2 separate regions of the Mus musculus genome follow, and region 1 is linked to region 2. The links are chromatin contacts, called in public promoter capture Hi-C maps. All regions are on one chromosome and are shown on one strand. Each heading gives the region's core, a stretch centred on a gene start, on an enhancer-like site or on the middle of the called end of the contact. The rest is flanking DNA. Distances are from core to core; before and after follow the strand shown.

Region 1 (2,722 bases), core at 8-2,507, 65 kb before region 2:
GGGAGGGTAGGATCTAGGAGGAGTTGTGGGAGGGAGAATGATAAAAATGTTTTGTCTGAAAAAAATTTTCTTGTTTGTTTGTTTTTGTTTTGTTTTGTTTTGTTTTGTTTTTCAAGACAGGGTTTCTCTGTGTAGCCCTGGATGTCCTGCTGTCCTGGAACTCATTCTGTAGACCAGGCTGGCCTCGAACTCAGAAATCCTCCTGCCTCTGCCTCCCAAGTGCTGGGATTAAAGGTGTGTGCCACCACTGCCAGGCTGAAAAAATTTTAACAGGAAACAATAAGATACACACACAGTGATAGATAGGTAGATTGATAGGTAGGTAGATAGGTTGATAGATGATAGGTAGATGGATAGATTATAGATAGATAGATAGATAGATAGATAGATAGATAGATAGATAGATGATAAGTAGATAAATATCTATTTATCTAGGTAGATAGATGATAGATAAATAGATGATAGATAGATAGATAGATAGATAGATAGATAGATAGATAGATGATAAGTAGATAAATATCTATTTATCTAGGTAGATAGATGATAGATAAATAGATGATAGATAGATAGATAGATAGATAGATAGATAGATAGATAGATAGATCAACATATTATAGGTAGATTGTTAGATTATAGACAGACACACAGACACATGACAGATAGATAGGTAGAAAGAGAAAGAAATTTTACCAAGTCTTAATCATCACTGCATTTGTCATTGCTAAGAAGCAGACACTGCACATACATGACAGCCAGTTAAAACTTCTCCAGGAACTGTTTCGTGAAGACAGTTTTGCTTCTCTATACCTGTTGGTCCTGCACACTGATTGCAAGATGACCTCACCTAGTTTAAATGCCAGTTCTGCCGTGTTTTGTCCAACAGGGTTGGAAGTGCATATTAGAATACAAGCTACAGGCTTCTTTTCAGAGGCTTATGAATTGTTCAACTGACTCAACCCCAACATGCCTGCAGCTTGTCCACGAACTCTCTCTCTGCTGCCCTCGCCCTCTGTGTCAGTTTTTCTAAAAGCTTACCTCCTGTCCCTTAGCTACCTTCCAGACTCAGCCGTGGAGGTACCAGATTTCTGTAAAACATCAATCCGAAAGGGAAGATGCCAATACAACACCGAGGAAGAAGAAATAATCTTAGATTCACTTTAAACTGCAGCTGACTTTTGCACATAGCAGACTGCCCAGCAGGGCCCTGCAGGAGCCTCACTACTGAGGAAAGAGCTGTGGTAGCTTGCTCGTGCCTGCAGAGGAAGGAGGGGCTTATCCCAGAATCTTCACAGAGCACAGATGCGTATGAGGGCAGAGACTCCTGCAGAAATAGGCACTAAGCTGACCCAGCAGGTGTTCCTGAGTGAACTGCCAAGAGCTAGACAGGGGGAAGAGCTCTCCTGGTGTAGCCACAAGAAGTATGTAGTTCTGAAATGTCCTCTAGGCTCTAAAGACACTACCTAATACCACCCATTGCCCAGGTAGTGGCACGCCATCAAATTCAGGGTTGTTTTCTTGCAGGGTGTAGATAGCCCTAAGGAAGAACACTGGGATTTTATTGTCCCCTTCCTTCACAAGATTCTCATCCCTCAGAACTTTTTTTTTTCATGTTACCTGAATCATCAGATCATCCTTAAAATCCCATGACGTAAGGAACTTTGGAAGACAACGTGTTGTGACTGGACACAGTCGAAAAGCCACAGAAGGTACTGGTATATACCACTCTCCGCACCAGAGGTGAATGTGCTCCTCAGAGACAGCGCTAGAGGGTCTGAGCTACTTTGTGGGCACACTGGTGTTGACCAGGTGACATGAGGCACATGAAGAGGGAAGGACAAGACAATGAAGCTAGTATGTACTTGTTTGGTAGTACTGATGCCACAGTGTTCATGCAGGTTTAAATCCAGGGATTCGGGTATGCAAGACAAGCATTCTACAAACTAAACTACATCCCAAGCCCTCTTCCTCTTCCTCTTCCCCTTCATCCCCTTTCTCCTCTTCCTCTTCCCCTTCCTCTTCCTCCTCTTTCTCCTCTTCCCCTTCCTCTTCCTCCTCTTTCTTCCTCTTCCTCCTCTTCCTCTTCCTCTTCCTCCTGCTCCTCCTGCTCCTCCTGCTCCTCCTGCTCCTGCTCCTCCTGCTCCTCCTGCTCCTGCTCCTGCTCCTGCTCCTCCTCCTCCTCCTCCTCCTCCTCCTCCTCCTCCTCCTCCTCCTCCTCCTCCTCCTCCTCCTCCTCCTCCTCCTCCTCCTCCTCCTCTTCTTCTTCTTCTTCTTCTTCTTCTTCTTCTTCTTCTTCTTCTTCTTCTTCTTCTTCTTCTTCTTCTTCTTCTTGATTCAAAATAGGGTTTCTCTGTGTAGCCTTGGCTATCCTGGAACTCATTCTGTAAACCAGGCTGGCCTCAAACTCACAGAGATTTGCCTGCCTCTGCTTTCTGAGTGTGTGGGACCATGAAAGGCAGCATGTTTTCTGGTTGAGCTAGGTTTAAACCCTGGAGACTCAGCGGGTGTTCCTGAAAGGGACGGAAGGTGTCTGCCACACCCCCAGACACTAGGCTCCTGACAGGGAGGCATCAGCTCCATAATTCTGTGGAGTAGAATTCAGTCATGTAGGGCAATGCCCCAAGCCCCTGGTATTCTGTCTGGACTCCACCATCCCACAGTTACCTGGCAACAGCCACGTAGGTCTGGCCCACTATAAAAGGGGCTGCTTGCCCCCTCCTCCCTC
Region 2 (2,858 bases), core at 97-2,596:
TTGATGATTAGTTATTGATCTCTTATGGTACTAGTTTATGAGCATTTATAGGTGTGCTGAATGGGAAAAGCATTCTATCTTCGGGGCTGTGCACAGGTCATACTTTTAGGCATCTACTGGGTTATTGGAATGTACCACCCATGCATAAAGAGAGACCAGTGAGGTGTATTTTCTAGAAAGACTTCAAATAAGGTGAAATGTCAAAAAGTTCAGCAGAATAAACTTTCAATTGTTGTTGTTGACAATAGATACTGAGTACTTTTGTCTTTGCTTTCTCTTGCTCTCCCTGAATTGAGTCAGTCGTTTGTAAGCATATTTCACTGCCTTAGAAAAGGTTCCTTCCTGTCCGGTTGTAAAACATGAAAGGACTGTGCAGCCTCCCTTGGAATACTTTAGAATTTTGACTTTTTAAGAACTCTTGAAGCTGATGTTGACTCTCATTGCACCTTATAGTGTCACCTGTACAAATGAAATGTTTGCTTAATTTAATGTATCTAAGGTGACTAAGTTATTTTTTTCAAAGTTTCACATTTTTTAAATGCTTTGTTGTATTTTGAAGGGTTGTAGGTTTGAGGCTCATGCTGTATATGACAGTTACCTCCTGGAGCCTATTAATTTGTCTGCAGAGTTTGGCTAATAGTCGACCTAAGGGCTGACTTAGGTGAGGATTAAGTGATGTACCCTTAGTTATGGTACCTAGCACCTAGCAACAACATCCCATAACTGTTCATTCTTCTTCCTTATCCTTTGTGATTTATCATATGCCACTGCACTACATACTTTCCTATGTCAGAAATTCTGATAAAAGCAAGTGAAGTTGATTTTGGCTGTGGTTTCAGTCCAGCAGCAGGCGTGCGTAGCAGCTGTTGACAGTGTGTCTGCTATCAGGAAACAGATGGACGCAGAGGCCCAGTCTGGCCTGTCCTTCATGTATGGGTTCTTGGCCCATGGAAGGTGCTGCCCATCTAGCTTCAGGGTGGATCCTCTCTGCTCAGTTTAACCTTTCTGAGAGACACTCAGGTGCTTCTAAATCTATGCTTATTCTCAGTGTAGTCATGTTGATGTGAAGATTAGCCATCACAACCATGAAACTATGAAACCCTAAACTGAATGTCTTAAATCCTGATAATGTAAATAAGGTGATCATGATTTCCTGTGTTACGTTGTCTTTGTATTTAATCTTATTCACATGCTCATTAGTAATTTGTCAGAAGACAGTTAAGAAGCCCTCATTCAGTTGCTAACTATTAAACATTATTTGTTTTGACATTAATTTTCTCCTGGGTTTCAGGCCTCGACATTAGACAGATTTATGCACTCTCAGCTGAGCTGCTGCGTGTTACGGAGTCTCTCCCTATGCTAGTTCCTCCTCCTCTGTTGGATCTCACTCCCAGATCCTAGCCCAGCTTGCACTGTGCCTCCCGCTCAGTCATCTCTTGTTCCTCTCCACTTCTATAACATTACTACACTAGCAGTGTTTCTAAACTTTGTGCATCATTTTATATTAATAGTATATGTGATATTCTAAATGCAGATCCTGTACTATTTTATATACTATGTAATGTGTATGGTTTCTAAAACATCTTTGCTTGTTTAAAGGAAAACGTTCATGACAGTGTCACATGTATCAAAATTATTCTGCTTCTCCTTTTCTTTCTTCTTTTAATTCTAAATAATAACCATGACTTGTATGTGAGAGATACCCAGTATATACTTTTCTATGTAGTGTCCAAAAGCGACTCTTGTAGAATACTTAGTACATATCCCAAGCTTAGGAGAATTGCTCTTTAATTATTCTCTATTATTTTCACCACTGATATAAAAAGATGAGATTGATGTTTGGTTCTTTTCCAGGGCCATTTGCCATTTGCTGTTGTTGGAAGTATGGATGAGATAAAAGTTGGAAATAAGATGGTGAAGGGTCGTCAGTATCCTTGGGGTATCGTACAAGGTTAGTAAGATAAATTATGACAGAAAATAAATGTGTCTCCTGATAACCTCAAAATTGAATTAGAGCAATTGTTTGAGGTGAAAATTATTTAGATTGTAGTTAGTAAACAGAGGAATTGGCTGTATACTGCTTTGTCCAAAGTCTGTGGACAGACCTTTCCCATCTCCCTGTGTCATACCATGTCTCCTCTGCTGGTTACCTTCAGAGGGTGAGATGCGTAGTCATGGACTTAGATCAGAAGGTGGCTGCTTCTTTGCTGCTGGAGATCCACCCAGTGTGCTTGAGCATGCTAGAACATGCTCTGTGCATCTCCATCCCTAGTCCTTGATTAGAATTGGAATCTATAAAGTAGTGGTTAAACATGATAAACATCAGGGCCAACTTGGATGATATAGTAATATCCTGTCTCAAAAGTTAAAAAAAAGAAGGTGGAGTGGGTGGGCAGGGTGGAGTGGTAACGTGTGTTTAGCGCATGTATGAAGTCCTGAACAGGGAATAAACAGTTAAACATGAAGTGGTCTTGCTTTTGTAGCCTAGCTGGCCTGGAAATTATGAACTCTGTCTCTGAGTACTGGGATTATATGCATATATACCTCCATGCCCAGCTGATAATATTTTTAAATGAATGTAAAATATTGAGAAAACTTTTAGTTAAAATATAAAATAAACTGGGTATGGTATGCCTCTAGTCCTAGGCTAAATCCAGAAGATTTTAAGCTTGATGCCAATCTGTACAACACAGTGAAGTTTGACTCAGATACATACATACATACATACATACATACATACATACACACACACATACATACATAGATACATACACACATACATACATACACATATATACATACTCATATATAAACATATACACACATACATATATACATATATACACACATACATATAC

The links. Capture Hi-C pulls out chosen DNA fragments and counts their contacts.
Region 1: a contact with region 2 is called in a promoter capture Hi-C map of pancreatic islet. The contact joins two enhancer-like sites. A contact is called at or near these places in 1 of 15 datasets of contacts at CTCF or cohesin (the NIH/3T3 cell line), 1 of 484 Hi-C or Micro-C datasets (nephron progenitors), 1 of 115 datasets of contacts at active chromatin or transcription factors (embryonic stem cells) and 3 of 9 other capture datasets (adipose tissue, liver and pancreatic islet).

The regions. Positions count from the first base shown.
Region 1 is chr10:59,242,851-59,245,572 of GRCm38.p6, reverse strand. No RefSeq gene overlaps it. Among named protein-coding and RNA genes, the nearest start is that of Gm36257, 6.1 kb to the left of the region's middle. Within about 2 kb of position 1,257, at least 5 of the 459 cell types and tissues checked have an H3K27ac peak or open chromatin away from gene starts, as enhancers often do. A contact at or near this core is called in pancreatic islet, where this site is marked.
Region 2 is chr10:59,177,854-59,180,711 of GRCm38.p6, reverse strand. It overlaps Septin10 (septin 10), which reads left to right. Exons shown (of 10, transcript NM_001024911.3): 6 at 1,855-1,951. Among named protein-coding and RNA genes, the nearest start is that of Gm23223, 16 kb to the left of the region's middle. Within about 2 kb of position 1,346, at least 1 of the 459 cell types and tissues checked has an H3K27ac peak or open chromatin away from gene starts, as enhancers often do. A contact at or near this core is called in pancreatic islet, where this site is marked.